Regions from separate parts of the Mus musculus genome. Here all the other regions are linked to region 1. The links are chromatin contacts, called in public HiChIP or PLAC-seq maps. All regions are on one chromosome and are shown on one strand. The core of a region is the stretch at or near the end of the contact, and the rest is flanking DNA. Distances in the headings are between cores, read along the strand shown.

What was found. HiChIP or PLAC-seq counts read pairs in DNA pulled down with a chosen protein or histone mark.
Region 2: a contact with region 1 is called in an H3K27ac HiChIP or PLAC-seq map of embryonic stem cells, with 2.4 times the contacts expected there. The contact joins two enhancer-like sites. A contact is called at or near these places in 1 of 15 datasets of contacts at CTCF or cohesin (embryonic stem cells), 22 of 484 Hi-C or Micro-C datasets (the G1E-ER4 cell line, the N1E-115 cell line, adipose-derived mesenchymal stem cells and 7 more), 6 of 115 datasets of contacts at active chromatin or transcription factors (astrocytes, bone marrow-derived dendritic cells and embryonic stem cells) and 1 of 9 other capture datasets (embryonic stem cells).
Region 3: a contact with region 1 is called in an H3K27ac HiChIP or PLAC-seq map of embryonic stem cells, with 3 times the contacts expected there. The contact joins two enhancer-like sites. A contact is called at or near these places in 1 of 15 datasets of contacts at CTCF or cohesin (embryonic stem cells), 23 of 484 Hi-C or Micro-C datasets (the G1E-ER4 cell line, the N1E-115 cell line, adipose-derived mesenchymal stem cells and 8 more), 6 of 115 datasets of contacts at active chromatin or transcription factors (astrocytes, bone marrow-derived dendritic cells and embryonic stem cells) and 1 of 9 other capture datasets (embryonic stem cells).

Annotation. Positions count from the first base shown.
Region 1 is chr3:153,353,755-153,358,651 of GRCm38.p6, reverse strand. All of the region lies in intron 3 of St6galnac3 (ST6 (alpha-N-acetyl-neuraminyl-2,3-beta-galactosyl-1,3)-N-acetylgalactosaminide alpha-2,6-sialyltransferase 3), which reads left to right. Among named protein-coding and RNA genes, the nearest start is that of 1700012D16Rik, 58 kb to the right of the region's middle. Within about 2 kb of position 2,356, at least 5 of the 459 cell types and tissues checked have an H3K27ac peak or open chromatin away from gene starts, as enhancers often do. A contact at or near this core is called in embryonic stem cells, where this site is marked.
Region 2 is chr3:153,666,327-153,671,223 of GRCm38.p6, reverse strand. The region is part of intron 1 of St6galnac3 (ST6 (alpha-N-acetyl-neuraminyl-2,3-beta-galactosyl-1,3)-N-acetylgalactosaminide alpha-2,6-sialyltransferase 3); the gene reads left to right. Among named protein-coding and RNA genes, the nearest start is that of St6galnac3, 56 kb to the left of the region's middle. Within about 2 kb of position 2,188, at least 59 of the 459 cell types and tissues checked have an H3K27ac peak or open chromatin away from gene starts, as enhancers often do. A contact at or near this core is called in embryonic stem cells, where this site is marked.
Region 3 is chr3:153,639,809-153,644,705 of GRCm38.p6, reverse strand. All of the region lies in intron 1 of St6galnac3 (ST6 (alpha-N-acetyl-neuraminyl-2,3-beta-galactosyl-1,3)-N-acetylgalactosaminide alpha-2,6-sialyltransferase 3), which reads left to right. Among named protein-coding and RNA genes, the nearest start is that of Gm52633, 47 kb to the right of the region's middle. Within about 2 kb of position 2,700, at least 12 of the 459 cell types and tissues checked have an H3K27ac peak or open chromatin away from gene starts, as enhancers often do. A contact at or near this core is called in embryonic stem cells, where this site is marked.

The DNA.
Region 1 (4,897 bases), core at 1,107-3,606:
GTAAGACATAGATTAAAAAGCATGAGCAATTACCATTTTACACTGTTTAATTAACAAACATTTGTAGAGTGGATTGCTTCATACTGGTGCAATACCTGGGGAAGTTGCTGAACTCAGAAGCACTTAGAAGCAATAGATTTGCCATGGCTTCTTTCTAAAGTCTTTTCAGGTAATGGTTATCTTGTAGCATATTTGGAGGACAACATGTGTATATATGTCTATTGCCTTTGGTACTATGTATATACTTCTAAGAATTTCCCATTTGGAGGGCACTTACAAGAAAAGTGTTGAAACGTTCATTTCAGGGTTTTGTTTTTGTTGTTGTTATTGTTGTTGTTTTAATTAGCAAACAAGTAGCAACAATTTTAGTATTCAACAATAGAGACCCTTTAATCAGTGCTGTAAAATCAGTGATTTTATACTCATAAAGTCTAATGGTGACATGTAAAATGTTAGGACATAGAGATAAGCGGAAATGGTCTGGTTACAAATTATAAATCATTATACACATGAAGAGTGGAATCTGCAACATGCCCAACCCAATAAACATTTGATTACAACAATGTTATTTTGCATTTAGCAATGATTAATATCTAAAAATTGCTTGAATATGAAGATTACTATCGATGAAAAGTTCGTATTAGTTTAAACTTTTCTTACAGTAAAAGAGTTGTTCAAGTAAAAACAAAAGTGATGTATGGAGTTGCCATGCATTACGGTCATTAAACATGTAAGTGATAGATTTGTAAAGAAGCAAACATTAAGTAAATGGATGGCAGCAGGCACCTTCTGAAAGGATTAGCCCTCTTGTTCTTGCTCTTTTGGGGCTTTCAGAGTTGGCACCTGAGTAAGAGGATCTCCTCAGGTCATTTAGACAGAGGTTATCCCTGTGTTCATGAAGTGTCCTTGTGTACATGAAGGGATGGAAAGAGAAGAGGCTCTGTCCCAGCATAGACCTGGATGTGAGAGTGGATAACAGGCAGCTTCTCTGCCCGGCTTCAGTGGGATTTATAAATATTCCATTGGAGAGGAGGTCTCTCAGAAATAACCTAAATATCCAATGATGACTAACTGGTCAATAAAGCACAATAGGTCATATTGAGACCAATGAAGGAGACACTGGAAGTAATAGAGGGAAATATGTATTAAGTAAAATCTGGCATAAATTTGAATGTAAAGGGTGATAGGAAGCTATAAAGTAGGATTTGGGTTCCTTAAGGCAGTGTACAGGTAAACATTGTTAATAATGGTCACTTGGATGCTGCGTTACGAGGCCACTGGATCTCCATGCCTGTCCCTGTTCTTTCTTTTTTTTTTCAACATAGACTTGTCACCACTACAGTGATCAGAAGAAAATGGTTTTTAATAATGTTTCTTTCAGTGGAAATTATTGTCCTTCCCCAAATATGCAACAAGTTAACTGATGGCTGCAAAGACTTTAGAAAGAAGCAACACAAACCTACAGAACAAGGAAATTCAACTTTGATCTCATCCTCTGAGTACTCTGCAGCCCTCTTCAGATGGGGGTGTCTCCCCTGAAAGTCCACCTGGGGCCGAGGCAGCTCTCAGCTCTTCCTGATGTTCTCTTCTTCCATTTCTTTACTCAAGCTCATTTTGTTTTCTTGATATATATACAGAAACACCCAAGTCCTCTTCCCTTATCCTCTCCTTTCTTCCTGTGTTTTCTTCTCTCTTCTCTTGTCTTCTCTTTTCTTTCTCTGTCTCTGTCTCTGTCTCTCTCCCCTTCCTGTCTTTTTCCAGATTTATAAGAGAAGACGTAATGGGTGATTATAGATGCTTCTCTATGTTTTTCTACTTCTGAAAGTCTTTGGGTTCACATAATTCTGAAAAGAAATAAAATGACTGAAAAGACCTTTCTGGAAATACTGGTTATAGGTTCTATACAGACTCTGCCCTAAATATACCAATATAAGCGCCTGTGGTTTAAATAGCTCTGCAGGGCCAACCGTAGAATCTGATGTTAGGTTTCTGAATTATTCTTGGTTGTAAACAACAACAACAACAACAACAACAACAACAACAACAACAACAACAAATCTCCAGGAGCATCATCTTAGCTAAATAAAAACACTTTTGGTTTGTAAAGCGCAATAACTTATTAAAGGGGAAGATGGCCCCAAGTTTGTCCTCATGGCCAAACATGCCAGCCCTGAACTTAATGAGATGGTAGCAGACCCAAGCTCCCTTCAGTCTCTGCTGGGGTTTGATGAGTGGGCCCCAATAGGTTCACAGTTTAGAGAACTCAGTTCCCAGTGGGTCACAGTGTTTAGGGAACTATGGGACCTTTAAGAGGTGGAGCCTTGCTGAGGGAAGGTGATCATTGTGGGTAGGCTTTGACCTTCCAGAGGGTCACACCCTCTGCTTCCTGGCTGGGACACAGTGTAAGCAGCAGCCTCTGGCCCTGCTATCACATCTTTCCTCCTGGCAGGGCTCTCTGGTCACAGAGAATGAGACAGGTAACAAATACAACCTTTGACTACACAGCCTCAGGCAGACTCTGCTATGGCTCCCTGCCTGGTCTTGACACTGCTCAGTAAGCGAACTGTGCCTTTGTTTATTATGTTTGGGGATTAGCCTATGAGACATCCTCTGAGTTGATGTGGAAGGGGCCTCAGGATTCTCTACTCCACATGTGATGAACTGATGTGATAGCCAGGCGGACTTCCCATCCAATAGAATTTGATGATAGAAACCCTATTGGAAGTGTCTCCTTCGTGCTTTTAAATATCGTCAAGTACTTATTCAATTGAAGGAGAGAAGAGAAGGAGGAAGAAAGGAGGGAGAAAGGGAGAGAGGGAGAAGAATATTCTGGAACAGTGGTCTCCTTGTCCCTGCGTCTGCTGCGGACTTGTTTTCTTTTTCTGCTTTGGTTTAAAATGGAAGCCCTGCAGCAGAGCAGCCTGTGGATTCCCAGTAAGTAGCTAGATAGGAAAACAGCATCACTTAGATGGAAGCTGGTTATTCTGACATCTTTCAATTCCTCTGGTTATGTATCATCATGGCTTAAACTGGGATTTGGCTAAATATGATGTCTTCCCAACAGAAGACTTGCCGAGGGACCCCTTCCCTCCTTCTGCATCCCTGCCTGACGCTGCTTTGCTCCTTCATGCCTGGAGCATTTTCAGTCTCATTACCGCCTTGTGGGTTTGAAGAATGATATCTAATAGCACAAACCAGGGACTGCCCCAGGACCTGGCAAAGCATCCTGCACGGTATAGGTGTTCAGTAAATAGAGGATAAATGTAATCCGAAACCCAGAAGAGAACGTGGCACATTTATCTTATAATTCAGAGAGAGGCACACCCTTGATCGCTAATCCGGTTAACTGAAGTACAGTTAACCAAACCCAGAACAAGTTTCAAGCATGTCTTATTTGTAGAAAAGTTCTGATGAGTGGCTGGAACATTTGTTCTTCAGCATGTTGATAAAATGTTATGCGCACCAGGAAGATTCCCAGTGAGTAGCCCCAGGAGGCTTAGGAATGTAAAACCACAGACTCATTAAAGTTACTCAGGGATGTGCAGGTCTCCAGCTCAGAACAGCCAACGCCTCGGCATAACCAGGACACAGCTGTGACTGTTGTGTCCCTTGTCCTTAGAATGAGCATGTTTGACATGTTCTGATGGACATTTCACTCTTCCTACCAATGGAACCACTGCTTGTGGTGAGCCCTGGGCGTTCACTGAGTAGAAGCTGTTTGGGTCTCCTGAGTCACACACAGCTACAGAGCTGACCACTTTCAGCTTACAGTGAAGTTCAACATTCTTCTGTTTAAATGATCTTCAGTGTGGTATAGTGCTAGCTACTGACATCACTGTCTTTATAATCCTTGACATCCGTGTTGTATGACTATTGTTTAAGGCTAAGATAGTGTCACCATGAAGAAAAGGCCTAAGGTTTGCTTTCTGTTCCCTGACTATGTCAGGGCTTCAGCTGATGATGTGTTTGGGAGCCTACCCAGTCTCCCACAGGGAGCACCGTGAGCTTCGAGCACCAACTGTTTAGCAGGCATTCCTCAGACACTTGCTGTGTGCTTGGTGCTATTTGTTCTAAGTGCTTAAAATAGTTCCTCTTCGGTGCTATTTCCCCTGGAAGTCTTGTCTTTGTCTCTGTAGTACTCTACACCCTCACTGGAGGTATTTCCCCTGGAAGTCTTGTCTTTGTCTCTGTAGTATTCTACACCCTCACCAGCTGTGGCTTCATCTCCTTACTCATGGTAGGCACTCAGCATCCTCCACAGAATCCAGTGAGTGCTGCTCATCTGGCTTTCACTCTGTTGTACCCTGGGATTTAAAGCCTGAGAGAGCACTGCTCTCTCTACGCCCAGTGTGTCAGCATACAATAAGTACTCAGTGTGTCAGCATACAGTTTCAGAATTTTGGAGATGAGATGAAGGCAGATGCCAGACTCTGGTGGACTGAAAGGCATTTGAGTCAATGGACTGGTCTATGGCCAGGCCTGATCCAGGTGTGTCTATATGTGTATGTCTGTTTATCTATCTTCTTCTGCTTCCATCTCTCCCATAAGTACAGAAGTAACAATAAAACTATTTCATTGTTTCGGTGAGGAATGAAATCAACCTAGTAAATTCTTGAAGGAGGACATCTCCTCTGAAACCTCCACATCCTTAGCAGCGTGTTAGGTTCCTGCAGGAACTTAGCTATGACGCCTGGGGATAAAGGAGGCCAAGGTCCAGTGGGGAGTTAGGACTCCTGCAGGAACTTAGCTATGACGCCTGGAGATAAAGGAGGCCAAGGTCCAGTGGGGAGCTGGAATTTGAAAGTCTAGACCCAGTAGACAAAAGGTGAATGCTTTATTTGCCAGAAGACAAGAAGTAGTTCCCAGAGCGTGAGAGGCCATATAGGAAAGAGGGGGA
Region 2 (4,897 bases), core at 939-3,438, 310 kb before region 1:
CAGTAAGAGACCTTATCTCAGAGAAGGGGGAAGGCAGAGCAGAAGCGTTCCCCTGGCGTCCATATCTATGCCATCTGCATACACACATGTACATGCATATGTACACTTGCAAAATAAACCAACCAAGAAAGCCCCAGAGACCAGAGGGGAAGAAGTCTGGAATGTCAACCAAGCCCCCAGAGAGCCACAGCGAGGTGCACTACCTTGCTAGTCATGTTTCTCGATGCCCATGGTTTATGGTTTAGCCTTCTGTTCCATCATGACTGCCACCTCAGGAATTCTATCTGATGGTCTTTTGCTGTGAGAACTGAATGAGTGACTGACCGTATTCCACACCACAAGCTGTCGCCATGTCCCGTCTCCCATGTAAAATCCTTAGTAGTCTAGTCATTTGGTTATCAATATCCTGTCAATCGAGATTCTATATGTCGATACCACACTCAGTTTTTAAGAAATTAATTTTATTTATTTGTTTTGTGTGTGTGTATGCCTCTCCTGCATGAATGTCTACCATTTGCATACAGGGAGCCTAAAGAACTGGAGTCCCAGGCAACTGTGGGCTGTTATGTGGGTGCTGGGAATTGAACCTGGGTCCTCTGCAAGATCGCTATTGGCTTTTTACTACTGATGCCTCTCTTTAGCTCCAACAAAGCCTTTTAACTTTCTTTTTAATTTTTATTTACTTTTTCCTGTGGGTGAAAAGGGTCAAACTCAGTACTCCACGCTTCCGTGGCAAACGCTTTGCCGACTATGCCCCTCCTCGGCACTCTCTTACGACTTAACACATTTTAACAGCTCTCAATCATTCCCATCCAAACAGACCATACTGTAAACTGAACATCAGGGAGGGACTTGAGTCATAGCACACTGTCACCCCAAAGAATCCCTCTCCTTCTGGGCGGTTCTGTCTAGCAGGTGCAGGCCAGCGGAATGTGCCAGTAACGTGGCAGATGCTCCTCTCAACAGTTTCCACGCGTGGGCCTCCACTCCTGGCTTGGGATCACATGACTGGTTTCCAGCCATCCCCTGTGGCCCTCCATGGAGCAGAGTGCACAGAGGAGATCTTAGAAGGCTTTGTCCAAGGTGTGCCCTTGAGTCTGTGACTCAAAGGGAAATCCATTCGCAACTAACTTTCAGCATTGGCTCGCTGAAGGCCCGACCGCCCTGCTTGCTCCTCTGCGGTGTCCAGGAATCTTCTCTCACAGACTGGAAATCACCACCACCCACAGTTAACAGGCTCACAAGACTTACCACAGCGTCTTTGCTTCGGAACTGTTCCTTGTAAAAAGCCAGCAAAGAGGCAGCTGCAGACCATGTCTAAGTGCACTTTTCAAAGGTCAGACTCCAAGGATGTGAACCTGGTCAGTAGCTGTTTAAAATGTGTTTATTTCTGTCAAGAGACAGACTTTGTCCGGGACAGAGTCTGTTGTCAGTGCACTGTCTGTTCATTGATATACAGCTTACAGATAAAAGCATTTCCATGGCTTGGTAATGTGTGAGGGTTTTGACAAAACTCAATTTTCATCTTATCCTGTGGTATTTTCTATGATTCAGTGGAGAGATCCCAAGCTAATTCTACCTTGGTTCTTTTGGAGAGAGAAAGAAGAGAAGCATCAATGGTAGTGATCAGCCGTGTGTGGGATTGGTGTGCATGCCAAGTCGGCTTCAGATGAGCAAACCCAGGAAAGTTCCTACCGATGAGTAGCTTTCACGGTTGGCCGAACAGCAGAGTTTGGGAAGCCTCTGGTTCCGGGCTCGGGGCACCTCAGGTCTAATTTAGTTCTGGGAAAGCAGATTCAAATATTCAGAAAGCGGTTCCTTCCTTTTCACTCCCTTGCTTAGGATGAGTTTGAATTATAGTCTTTGTCTCAAAGTTCTTCCTAAGAGTATTTTATCCAGAACTAACAAATTTATAGGCGTCAGAAATGGCGTGTTTTTTTTTTTATACCAGTCATTTGCACGAGACCGTGCCCAGGGTTATTTACACAGGGTCACGGCCAATCACAGGAGCTTGAGAAAGCAGCATCTCATAAATTCACAATGGATTGTGGTGTCAGTGCTTTTCCAGAAAGGAAAACTCAGATTCTAGAGTCAGGAAATGCGACCCCAGAAGCCAGGCCTCTGCTCCCCTTGGACACCTGCCATTGCTGTCAACTCTCCTGCTTCCTGCTCTGCCCCTGTGTGGAGGAGACCATGACTCAGCTAAATGACCAGGTGGCTGAACCCTCTGTGCTCTCCTCAGTCCTTGCTGTCTTCTTCCCCAGGCTTCTCTTTCCAGTCTCCTTTTGCTGTTAGCTATTTGCACACCTCGCATCTGGGGGAGTTCTGGAAATATGGCGGCCAATCGAGTACCAGTGAGCCTTGCCCAGAGCACCACCTTCCCAGGCCACGTGTTAGGAGATACATGTTTCTGTGTCCCGTGTTCCCGTGATCGTGACTGCAATATGTGTGGAGTAGGCAGAGGTGTGGGGATCTAAGCAAAGGCTAGGGAAGTGCAAGATAGCCTGCTGTGAGCACACACTCTTGCTGGAGCACAGCCCCTCCCCTCCGCCATCCCCGTCCCAGAGGAGACTGGAATTCAGCAGTCCTTAGTCTGTATCTGTACTGACCGGTATTTGCGTGAAAGCCGCATTGCGTGTGCGTGTGTGTGTGTGTGTGTGTGTGTGTGTGTGTGTGTGTGTATGGCCGTGTGAGAGAATGGGCACTTGCACGTAAGCTCTGTCATGCCTACGGAGACTAAAGAAAGCTTCCATTGTTTTCCTCTGAAGGGAACTGGCCTGTGTGGGACCATGGGCCCAAGATGACGATTCTCTGAGGTGAAAGTCTTTTCAAGGGTTTTAACTTTTTGGTCAAAGTCAGAAGGCTTGTGAGTTCTAGAGGAAATGCTTGTTTGAACTAGCTCACTTTCTTCCTCTCCCTTTTCCCCTTCCCTTGCTCTCTCCCTGTCTCTCTCATGTGGACTCCTTTGAGGCTAGCATGAGCTGTATATGAAACCCCTTCTTAACAATGCTCCCCTGCCTCCCCAAAAGAAAGATGAAATGCATGCTCGTTGTCAGGGAGATCTGAGAGTCCTGCAAAGGTCAGCCTCTGAAATCTCAGAGTTTTAAAAAAGTGCTCAGGGTGGGAACATGTCTGAACATGAAGTCCTAGTGAGCTGACAGCACTGTGTCTATCACAAGCATCTCCACGAAGAGGAGGTAGGGTGCCTCTGGAGGGGTGCTGGTATTCCCAGCCTGGGCTGTAGCAGTTGAGCTATGGTGTTCAGCCAGAGGCGGGATGCAAGACCAGTGCTTAAAAGCATCTGCGTGCTTGCTATGCAAGTGTGAGGACCCAAGTTCAAATCCCCAGAAACCCATGTAAAGGTGGGTGTATTAGCATGGATATGTATCCCTGTGCCCTTACAATGAGGTGAAAGGTCAAGGAGGAGAGCCCTGAGAAGCCCACAGGCTGGCTAGCCTGGGATACATGCAGCATCAGGAAATGACATGGTAAAATGGGGACCGACACCTGCGGTTGTCCTTTGCCTTCTACAGGCATGACATAGCCTGCATGCAAATGCACACATGCACCCCAACACACATAGTCATGCACACACATACATGCCACTCACACACACACCACACAATAGATACAGCAACACGGGAGCAGGCTGGGTATGTGTGCCTGCAGCCATGACTCCAGCGAGGTGGATGCAGAACGGTCATGAGTTCAGTGCCAGCCTGGGCAAAATGAGATTCAGTCACCAAAACCCAAAGGCTAGAGAGGTTAAGAACACATGCTGGTCTTTCAGAGGACCAGAGTTCCACTCCCAGCACCTACATCCTGAAGCTCTTAGGCCCCTGTAACTCCACCTCCTTCTGGCTCTGTAGACACCTCATGTGCACATACCCTCACAGAGACACATACATGTGCATATGATTAAAAACAAGGCATCTTTAAAAAGTAAAGCCAGACAGGCGTCGTGGCTCTGCGGCATCGCTGGATGCTGAGGCTTAGCCTCTCGTGTCTGTTTATTCAGACTTCCATTTACCGCTTAGACTGCCAGTCCAGTGGCCCCTCACCTCTCAGCTGCTGTGAGAAGCTCCTGAGGCAGGGGGATTACTGTCAGGTCTCCAGGGCATGGCTCTGTAAAGGCCTCAAAAAGCAGTCTGTTAAGCCTTCTCTTTTTCTCCCGTGAAGTTTTTAAGCATATACATCTATACATAAGCATAAGCATCTATACATACCATATACATCTATACATACCACCACACAGATGTCGAGTGCACTATGTGCATATGTAATATATACATAAACATATACATCCATAGACCCCCCACATATCCACAGCCCCCGTATATCCATGCATACATATATGTGTGCTCTTACTCATGTAGGCAAACACAGACGAATACGTACATGATCACATTCTGCATGTACTGTTTCTAGGGAAGACTGGCCCACGTAGGGCAGCGCTCTCTTATTTTCAGAGGACCCCTCCCTGGGCTTTCATGGTGCAGGAAGGTGGTGTGAGCCTTTAAAACTGTACGTATTTACTCTTGTAGTTGTGTCTTGGTGACAGAAATTCTTTTTTTTTTTCCATTTTTTATTAGGTATTTAGCTCATTTACATTTCCAATGCTATACCAAAAGTCCCCCATACCCACCCACCCCCACTCCCCTACCCACCCACTCCCCCTTTTTGGCCTTGGCGTTCCCCTGTACTGGGGCATACAAAGTTTGCAAGTCCAATGGGCCTCTCTTTCCAGTGATGGCCGATTAGGCCATCTTTTGATACATATGCAGCTAGAGTTAAGAGCTCCGGGGTACTGGTTAGTTCATAATGTTGTTCCACCTATAGGGTTGCAGATCCCTTTAGCTCCTTGGGTTCTTTCTCTAGCTCCTCCATTGGGAGCCCT
Region 3 (4,897 bases), core at 1,451-3,950, 290 kb before region 1:
TTTTACATTCCTGAGAACCATTCCTCTCGGAAATATACGGAGGCAAAAGTAATTTGGGCCTTCATTAATTGGGTTCTAATTTATCTAGCTATCTAATTTAGGCTCTCCATTAAAGGACCAGCTACCTAATGTAGTATTTCATTTTAACCGATTTCATATGCAGTCATGCAGGAGAAAGCTGATTGCAGGGGGCTCTCCTCCCTTCCCTACCTTCCCTCCACCATGGTGCGTCGTGTTCTTGACAGTCAGTAAATGTTTCTGAAGGTCATCTGTGGTGCAGAGGGGAATTAATATGAAAATGCGTTTAATAAATAAGCTGTCAGACGGCTCTCCTAGATGCCAGGAGCCGCATCGAGGCTTCTTGCCTTTTCTTTCAGCTGTGTGTATGGGGAGCGGGGTTCATAGGGGCGCTCGGAGGCGTCCCTTACAGGCCTTGGTAATCATTTCTAGCGTAGCGTTTCTCCTCTCGCTTCATCCCTCTTGAGTGACAGAGCCATTTTCTCTCAGAATCCAGCCCCTCCCCAGGAACGGGGGTGGGGGTGGGGGAGAAATAGACACCCACCATTGTAACAGTTGGAGGATGAGAGGGAGCAACTGCAGAGCATGCGCACTGCGTGGCCCTGTGCGTCTGGCAGTAGGGATGGAGGGCGAGGGTATGGCTGGTCATTTGAGTTGTGGTTGTTTAATGTTAAACTTGCAGCTTGTCTGAGGCTATGACTGAGAACTCTGCCCCCTCACAGGCTTTGCCTCCAGGCACAAACACGGGAAGATTAAACATTAATTAAAATATCTGCACAGAGGATAAGCTGCAAAGAACCGGAAGACTCTCTGGGCTCCCAATAGGGAGCCATTTACAAAGGAAGCATTGGTTTGGGCTCTGGAGGTGGTTTTGGCTTCCTTAGACCCAGGAAGCATCTTAAGGGGGAGTCTGTTTCCTGTGCTTCATAGGCAAGAAGATGGCGTTGGGTCTGCTCAGGAGCCCCAAATGTTCCTGCCCAATGTTAAGAGTCCTTGACACTTATTCCCGAGAGTCTTGGGGCTGAGCAGGGAGGTTGGTTCCTTCTCAGCTCGGTTCTTCTTCTCTGGTTAAGCCTCAGGCTTTCTGCAAACCTCTTAGCAAGGGCGCTTAGCTCTCCATTTGCCGAGGTGAAAATCCTCCCTCTCTATTCTGCCTTACAGCACCGATCCTTGAAAATACTTTGGAAGGCCTTCATTTTTCAGGCCTCGGTTGTTGACCTAGTGGCCTGCATTACAGCCTTAGCGAGGCCTTTTCTTTAGTTTTTGCCCACACTGGCCATTTTCCAACATAACGGGGTCCTGTGCTAGGGACACTGGTATGGGAGAGCTCACAGACTGTGTGGCCGTCCACCATCCTTGGTCCACATCTGGAGCACTGTCTGACCTAATTGTCCTTGAGCCTTATTCTCTGGCTGACATTTCTTCCCTGCTACCTTTGCCATGGTCACATCCCTTGCCGCTTCTTGGCAATGACCCTGTTTCTTTAGTCCATCATCTCCTTTTAAAACTGCGTGCGTTCACGGCTCCTGAACTATTCCTCAAGTATGACCAATTTTGCGTTGCTGGAGAGTCCGAGTCCAGACTCGTTTAGATACAATCAGTGTGACTTGTACGCCTCTCTTCCTTCCGGTTCTGCTTTCTTCGCAGGGTTACGTTTTCTCTTTGGACTTTGTCTTCATTTGTTTCTCTGGTTTGCCATTTATAAAGCGCTAACAGCTCCCTTAGGGCACGCTCTGAGCAGACAGGATCTCTCTTCTGTTCATGGTCAAGTTCAGGACTGAGCTGTGTACATGGTAGGCGTTCAGACAGTATTTGCACAGTGAACATGTTATGGAAAAGCCGGGGTTTTAAATTTTCCTTTAACAGTTACTCTCTGTAGCATTCAGCAAATTACATTGTGGAGGTCAAGTTTCCTCAGCCAAAAAAATTCAGAGCAGCTCCATTTTGTGAAGATGTTTGGCCAACTAGAACCAACCTCTTTTCCCCACTCAAGTCCTGAACTAATCCTGACATACAGGTACAATAGCTATTGTTATTGCTACTATTGTTAGTGTTGACTGATTTAGGACTGACTTTATCCAGGCCTATGGCTGGAATAGAAGTAGAATTCAGGAGCTGACCCCAATCCTGTTTGGGAAAGAAAGCTTTGGTTGTTTCCGTTTCACTGGTAGAAGAGTGTGGGCTGCCTACCTGTTTGTGGAGTCAGGATTTCTGATTGATCATTGATATGGTAAGGGCTTCCAGATGTAAACTGTCTCATTCCTGTTACATCACTGAAATGTAATAGAGCCAGAGAATGGAGTCTGTTCTTGTCTTTTAATCACATGGGGATTATTAAGACATCCCTTGTCTTATATTTAATCGATATGCAATATTTTATATGCTTCCACGGCTCTCGCCACGTTAGGAAGGTAACATCCACATTAGCTAACTAATTTTCACATTAGCCATAAAAATATGGTTAGTGTTCAGTACCGTGAAGAACACACACAGGTAGTTTGCATCTGGAAATGCTAATAATTGCCAGCCATTAATACTGTAAATTCAATTCGAATGTTTTAAATGTCTCCTCTTTCAAGATTGAGAGTTAAGATTAGAATTTAGAATTGAGTACCAGTCTGCACAAGTCTTAAAAGGAAAAACAAATGAATGTGACTCAGAGCGCAGCTGGAGGCAGGCCTGCGTGATTATTCTAAAGCTGTGATTGGCATGGATGTTCAGGAATTCAAATGAGAATGCTTCTTTGTCATGCCTGCTAGGGTCGCTGCCTCTCCCAAGGTGGCCAGTGTCACCGATATCATCAGCAGACTCTGATAACAAAAATTCAAGAGTCCAATTTCTGATTTAGTCTACTAGTCTTTTTCTTCTGCATCCCAGACTTGAAGATGGGTGAGGGAATTTTCACTACTGAGCCATGTTTACCATTCACATAACCAGTGGTTCTCAGAGATCATCCCACACTGTTTCAAAAGACAGACCATGTCATCTGGCTATTAACTACTATTTGTCCAATCAGAACTCAGATGCACTGGCCAACCCCTCTGAAGACATAATCAAAGAGTAGCAACCAGCCAGTGTGTTGTGTGTGTGTGTGTGTGTGTGTTTATCATGTAGGGGAATGTGCCTTCAAATAGTATGTGTATGCTGGTGTATGCATGCTTGTAGAGGCTAGAGAGAGCTCAACACCAGACGTCATTCTTTGGGAGCTGTCTGCTTATTTCTTTTAGACAGTCTCTCACTGGCCTGTCAGGAAGTCTCAGGATCCATCCCTCTGCCTTCCAGGTGCCGAGGCGACCACTCTCTGTGCAGACTTTTGTACTTAGGTTCTGGGGAACCTTAAAATCTGACAGTTTTGCTCTCAAGGCAAGCATGTTCCCAGCAACAGTCTTCCCCTATGCACACCTCGTTTACGTACAGTTTTAAATTAGCCTTTACTGTGAAATAAAAGGAGTGCTTGCCTGGGTGCTGGATGCTCACTCCTCACACATGCTACAGCTTCCAGTGCTGCTCATAAAACTGCTCATAATGGTGGTTTTCAAAGTGTGTGTGTGTGTGTGTGTGTGTGTGTGTGTGTGTATGCGTGTGTACATGTGAGTATGCCTTTGTGTGTGTGGTAAGCTATGACCTTTTGCAGTTTTTTTTTTGATAATCATGATATTGGAGATGATTATGACTTAAAAGAATACATAGGCAACTATTTCTGAACATTCATGAAGTTAGGTTCCCCCCCCCCCCTCCCATGGAGCATTTGATATATTGCTTGGTGCTTTGTTCTGGAATGGTTACTTGAAGAATATAAAGTGTAATATAGATTTTCATTTTAATGGGAGTGTTATAATACCCTCATATTTTTTCCACTTCTCATTAGTTTTTATAACCTATGAATTACCTAAAACAACTTCAGTCATTGGGATCTTGACTTGACACTTATCTTACTGTGTGTGGAGGTGTCGTCTGAGAGATGGCATCTGTATTTATGGTGCTGATATATAAAGGTAGATGTTAGGACTGTTGTCAAACATGCACATGATGCCAGGCACAGTGTGGGCTAGGTGTTGTCAAAAAAGATAATGAAGGCACAGTTATAGTAGTAGCTTATGCAAAGGTAATGAGAACATGGGTTTGCCACCACTCTTTATAGACTGGTGTGACAGATTGTATATGCTTGGCCCACGGAGTGGCACTATTAGGAGGTGTGTCCTTGTTGGAGTAGGTGTGGTCCTGTTGGAGTAGGTGTGTCACTGTGCATGTGGGCTTTAAGATCTTTGTCCTAGCTGCCTGGAAGCCTTTGGAACAAGAGGTGGAAGAACTCTTAGCTCCTGCAATCCCACATCTGCCTGGACACTGCCATGCTCCTGCCTTGACGATAATGGACTGCACCACTGACCCTGTAAGCCAGCTCCAATGAATGCCATCCTTATAAGAGTTGTTTTGGTTATGGGATCCATTCACAGCAGTAAAACCCTAACTAAGACCACGGGTCTAGTGAAGATTTTGCATTATTTATTTTTGGCTTATTTCTCCAGTCTATTTGCTCACTGACAAATCATTACATTATTACTTGCTTAAGAAAATACTCTATCCCAAGGCTTCACGCCTGAGTTATCCTCTTGTAGGTTGTTGATATTTGTACTAATTTGTAGGTAGAGACAAATACTGGCTACATTGTTAGTCCTTTATGTCTGGGTATCCTGCCATTGTGGGTTCAGCCAGCTGTGGCTCAAAAATATTTTAATTAATTAATTAATTAATTAACTTTATATCCCAATATCACCCCATCCTCCTCACAGTATCCCCTTACACAGATCCTCCCTCCTTTTCTCCTATAAGAAAGGGACCCCCCCCCCCCACAGTATTACTCTCCCTGGCACATCAAGCC